2 separate regions of the Sus scrofa genome follow, and region 1 is linked to region 2. Evidence: chromatin contacts called from public Hi-C data. All regions are on one chromosome and are shown on one strand. Each heading gives the region's core, a stretch centred on a gene start, on an enhancer-like site or on the middle of the called end of the contact. The rest is flanking DNA. Distances are from core to core; before and after follow the strand shown.

What was found. Hi-C and Micro-C count contacts between places; a contact is called where the count stands out from the background.
Region 1: a Hi-C map of skeletal muscle shows a contact between it and region 2, with 5 times the contacts expected there. The contact joins the promoter of EPHX3 here to the promoter of AKAP8 in region 2. A contact is called at or near these places in 2 of 5 promoter capture datasets (fetal liver and liver), 5 of 47 Hi-C or Micro-C datasets (heart right ventricle, liver and skeletal muscle) and 2 of 2 datasets of contacts at active chromatin or transcription factors (alveolar macrophages and skeletal muscle).

What each region holds. Positions count from the first base shown.
Region 1 is chr2:62,347,163-62,349,862 of Sscrofa11.1, reverse strand. EPHX3 (epoxide hydrolase 3) reads right to left here and starts at 1,332. Exons shown (of 8, transcript XM_005652901.3): 1 at 781-1,332; 2 at 342-623; 3 at 56-141. The coding sequence starts at 584.
Region 2 is chr2:62,220,598-62,223,356 of Sscrofa11.1, reverse strand. AKAP8 (A-kinase anchor protein 8) reads right to left here and starts at 1,297. Exons shown (of 14, transcript XM_003123431.4): 1 at 1,023-1,297. The coding sequence starts at 1,095. AKAP8L (A-kinase anchor protein 8-like) reads right to left here. Exons shown (of 24, transcript XM_005652898.3): 13 at 1,894-1,989; 14 at 1,023-1,793. The coding sequence ends at 1,491. All of the region lies in intron 1 of LOC110259330 (a long non-coding RNA gene), which reads left to right.

The DNA of each region.
Region 1 (2,700 bases), core at 83-2,582, 130 kb before region 2:
CAAGCTCCACCTCCCCCAGCCCTGTGCATTCCAGGCCTTTGGGTCTCAGACATACCAGTTCTCCGGGAAGCCATGCAGAAACAGCATGAGGGGACCATTGCCGCGTCCAGCAGAGACATAGTGCAGGTGCACGCCTGAGCTCTGGGAAAGGGCACAGTATGCGACTTGGGAAACCCCTCTTCCCTAAGAAGTGTGGGAACACTTCACTTCCCACACCCCCCAGGCATGCGCAGATCCAGATTTGGATTCAACTATTTGCCACCCCGCACGGGTCTTAGACAGCCCCGCCTCCCTGGCTCCTTGACCCTCGAAACCCCGGTGGTGCCGCCCCACGCACTCACCTTGAGAGTCAGGAAGCAGTGCTCGCCCAGCGTGGGGTCGTTTAAGCAGGCGGGTGGGGTGCGCCGGGGTCGGCCGCAGCAGCCGCGTCGGGGCCGGCACAACACATGAGTGAGAGCGATGCAGCCGTAAACTGCTGCAGCCACTAGGGCCGCGGAGAACACGAGGCTCCACATGAAGGCGCGAAGCAGCTTCAGAGTGAGGCGCGATGGCGCCAGCAGGGCCGTCACCACCAGCTCGGGCATGTCACCGCGTTCCGGCACGACTGCGTGGCCGTCTAGGGTCTGGGCAAGGGGCACTGGCTGCAGCGGCAAGGCGGGATCTGGGCTGCGGAGCCCACCGCCTTTGGTCTGGGGTCCCTCCGTGCTGTCGGGGCTTGAGGAAAGCGCGGAGAGAAGAGGCTGGCAGCTCAGACCGAAACTGTCACCGCGCACTACTCACCTAAGTGCTAGGTAAACACCTGAGCGCGACGGTGATGGGGAACAAGGAGGCTCGAGGTGCAGGGGTGGAACTGCGAGGACCAGCCCTAGGGTGGTTGGGGTGGAGTCTTGGCGAGAAGGGAAGCTTGGGGCCAGGACTGTGGGCAGGATCAGAAATGCTTGGGCGGGGCTTAGGGGGGCGGGGTCTAGTAGGCCTCCCTGTTGGGTGTGTGGGTGGGGGTCAAAAGTCGAGAGGGAGAGATAGGGTCCTGCACAAACAAGAGACAGGGGGGCACCGTGGGTGAAATGGGCGGAGCCTGAGATAAAGGGGCGGGGCAGTGCAGGGTAGGTACCGCCTACCGGCTGGAAAGGTGAACTCAACTAGGCCTACCTAGGAGCGTTGCGAGGGCTTGGGGCGTGGCTAAGGAGGGTGCGGACGAAGGTGGAACCGAAAGAAGGCGGGGCCTAACGTTGGGCCGAGAAGGTCTGAGGCTGGGCCAGGATGGCTTGGGTGCGAGGGCTGGACCAATGAGCTGGGGATCGGCCTGCATACGGGCCAATGAGACGGAGGGGCGGGGTCGGAACCTAATATGGCGGGTCAGGCGGGTCCGGAAGCGGAAGGTGTGGGACAGACGGTGCCATGACTGGGGTTGGGAGGGTGGCGTGGGGTGTCGCCACGGCCAAAGCATGCCTTGGGAGACCCTGCCGTCGCCCTCTCTGGAGCTCCCCACCCGGAAACGCGCGACCCTCCCTCCTTGCAGCACCTTCTCCAAGCCCTGGTTCCAACGGTGGTTCAGCCGCCTCGACCCCACGATAGCCTCCAGTTGGTCCAGCGGACCCGTCGGCCCGCCCCTGCACAGATGTGATTGGACAGAGGCGGTCATTGACTTACCAATCTGCGGTTGTAGACGCCGGGGCTCCGCGGGTGGCGGCAGCAGGCGGGAGACTGACTTCTAAAGGATATATGCCTGAGCGCCGAAGAACAGGGATGGTTGTCATTGGGACTCTGGCCAAAGAGGTAGCTGAGTAGGGCCAGGCGAGAAGTCTGGCAGGATACCTTCTTCCTCCTGTTTTGCAAACTTCCCCCAACATCCCGAACATTTCAAGGTCATTCATCATTTAACCCTTACAACAACCATTAGTGTAGGTAGTATTATCACCTCCCTGTATTACGGTATAGATCACGAGCCTGAAATTCATTTGCCTAAAGCCTAATAGCTGGTTCAACAGCAATCAGAACTTGAGAAAAGCAGCAGTCTTGGGCTCCACCTTTCCTTCCCCCTGGAGGCAGCCATTGGAAAGATTTTAGCTTTTTTCTGGGGGTTGGTTACCTAGCTACCTCTAAATGTGCTTATGTGGCTACTTCCTGATTTACCTATTTGGGGCATTATCCATTGACTGTATCACTGTCACCACCACTGCACAAGCATTTTCCATGTTTAGTTTTCATATTTCTTTTAAACACTTCACCTATTTTTCATCACTTCCCATTTTCCCTGACACTTAGCACTGTTAGCCTTACCTTGGTATTGTCAAGACTGCTAAACATTATACTTGTCCTAGGACCATAATTAAGCCCATGGGTCCTTACTTAAAGGGAAATAGTGGTTTACGTGGTGCTGCCTCAGTAAACAATGCATTTCAGAGCTTAATAGGTGCCTGTGATTACACTGCTCATACTGCACAAGTGTTTGCCCTGCACACTTACCACTTACCTATTTTGCATGATTAGGCTGTATTGTGGCTTTGGCTTCATTTACATTTTCATCAAATCAATGGTCCAGCCACTTGATGATGCTGTATCCTGCCTGAGTACTCTAATCTGGCTGCAAGGTCTATGGGTGTGGAACTCCCTTCTTCCTCTGCTATAGAACACTGATTCCCACATTCCCCCTACACCCCCAGCTCTACCCTTAAAGAAAAAGACAGCAGTAGTCACAGG
Region 2 (2,759 bases), core at 48-2,547:
AATACTGCCACCATTCAAGACTAGCGCCTTCCCTGTTGCAGCCAAAATCAGATCGCTTGCTTCTCAAACCTCAAACACCTGGATGGGGTATCGGAGCTTGGTCAAGCCCATTCCTGCATATTTCTACTGCTCCCGGCGGGTAAACGCGGCTTCCAGCATAGAACAAAAGCCTCCCAGGAGGCTGATTCTAGATTGAGAGGTCACCCAAGAAGGTCCTGCCGCAGGCTCTGAAACTCAAGTGGAGAAAGGGCACATTCTCTTTTACAAAACCCCTCTGGCATCTCCAGGCCACCACAAGGCGATGCCCGGAGGAGAACCACTAACGGGTTTCCAAGTTTTGACAAAGAAAACACCCAGCATTTGACTCTCAGTGTCTTGCCTCAGAGCTACACAACCCAGGGAGAACGCAGGCGCCGCACTACTCAAGGCCTCAGCACTGCACCGCTGGCGGTCCGAACCTGTGCCGCTCATACCGCTTCCGGACCGGTGCTCCAGGCCACGTGGGCGGCGCAGAAGACCCAACGAAGCCCCGCAAGTACCCAGGAAGGCCCGAAGGCCGGGAAAGAGACAGCAGTCCCTCCTCCCGCCGCGGCTGCAGACCCCACGCCCCACAAGCTCGCGCCATAGCTCCGCCCTCTGGCGCCGCCATTTTGTGGCGTCTTCCGAAAGAGGCTGCGGCCCTGCGGGCGGCAGGGATCCGCGGGGCCTACAGCCCCGGTGGGGCTGAGAAGCAGAAACGGTCCTAAAGGCTCAAGGCGCCCCCCGAAGCCCGCCGTAGCGTCGGCCAGCCGAACTCCGCCGACGTCCCCAGGTTCCATCGGCCAATCCGCATGCAGCGGCCCGGGAGCGACTGCGCCGAGGTCCAATGAACTGCGTGCGCGCGTCCCGGCCGCCCCTCTGCAGGGCCGGACTGTAGTAACTGGGCTCTGGAGTAGGCCCCAGCCCGTGGCCCTCTGCGCGGCGACGGTGTCGCCTGGGCACCACCTGCCCGTCCCACCCCGCACTAAGTTGCCCACACTAACCTCCGTAGCCCTGTTCCATGTCTTCAGCTCGGCCCGCCAGCAGCTCCTCTTTCCAGACTACCACAGGACGCATGCGCTGAACCCAACTCCCGCTGTCTTCTACTGGTAAGCCAGTTGATACGTCACCCCTTCCGCGCGCAACTACTGGCGGGAATTTACGACGGACCCGCCCTCACCACTCCAGGTGGCCTTCCGGTTGTTCCGGATCGGTGCTCATAGCATCCTGGGAGTTTTGGTCCGGGCCGCTGTGCCTCGCAGCGCGCAAGCGTATCCCTGCTTCTCCTCGCCGCTAGTGCGCAGCTGCAACCCATCCTTCCGAGGCCCACCCACAGATACACACCTCTAAGCAGAGATCCAGTCGCTCGCCCACTAGGACCGCACCACAGACAAAATAAGAAGAGGTGGGAAGGGAAGAACTTTATTAGACTCCGCTTCTAGCCTCTGCCACGCGGGCCCCGCCCGCCCGGGTCATGGAGCGCCCCCTCCGCCCTCCTCCTCGTCGTCAGCCTCTACATCGAGGCCTGGGATGCCTCGGATTTGGCGCTGCAGCGCCCCGCCCAGCAGGGGCAAGGCTTCCTCCTCCTCCTCAGGGGGCGGAGGTGGGGGCGGGGTCGCAGCCCCAGAGACCGGTTCCGGGGGCACCGGGGGCTGAGCCGGCGCGTCCTCTGCGACTCCCGCTGCTTCGACTAGCGCCCCCTCATCCAGGGCACCGCCCTCGGCCTCCTCCTGTTCCTTCTCCTCCTCCGGGCTGTCGGTGAAAGGGTTCTCTCCCTGCGGGGGACGGCGATACTTTAGAAATGGGAGCACCCCAGGGCCCGAATCAGGCACCGGGGCTGGGGACCGGGCCGCGTGACAAAGGCAAGCACCTCACCTTCAGATAGCGTTCCAGCTTCTTGCTGATGAGCTTGTTGTTAAGGATGCTGCGAGCCACCATGAGCGAGGACTTCTTAGACTGCTCCATCATGAGCTGCGGGCAAGGCAGGCAGGGCTGGAGAGGCTGCTCCAGGCATCCAAAACTCGCCCCATTCCCACCAAGCCAGATCGGTAAGGGCACCCCTCTCCACCTACACCTCGGGGCTCAGCACCGCCAATGATTCCAACCAGATTTCGTAGGTCTGTAAATGTACCCTTGGGTACAAGCTTGATTTCCCCTCTACAAGCATGGAACCATGACCTGATTTGATCCTTGCCCAAATGCTCCTCCATCTTTCCATACCATACTTACTTACTGTATGTAACTGTAACTGATTAAAGACATGTCTTTACAGCTGTATGGCAGAAATCTGATTTGCTTACATAAAAATTATAAGCAGTGAACAAATTAAGAAACCTATTGAAGACCAAGTAAATGTGCAACCCCTAACAAGGGGCCACCTGCCTTAATATGAAAGGAACTCTCTAGGATAAACGAGGTATAAAAGCAGGAATATGAACGTCAGTCAGTGTATTTAACTAATATACATACATCTTTTTATTCCATGGGATTCCCAGGATTAAGAATTATACCCCCAAATGGGAAGGTTAAAAAGAGACACTTAATACTCTGCAGGCGAGAGGTTCAACTGTTTATTTTCTGCAAATCAGTTTGATAGAATGTATCAAAAGTAAAAGTTTTTGGAGTTCCCAACCTGGCTCAGTGGTTAACCAACCCGACTAGGATCCATGAGGATGTGGGTTCCATCCCTGGCCTTACTCAGTGGGTTGCTGTCAGCTGTGGCGTATGTGGAAGATGTGCCT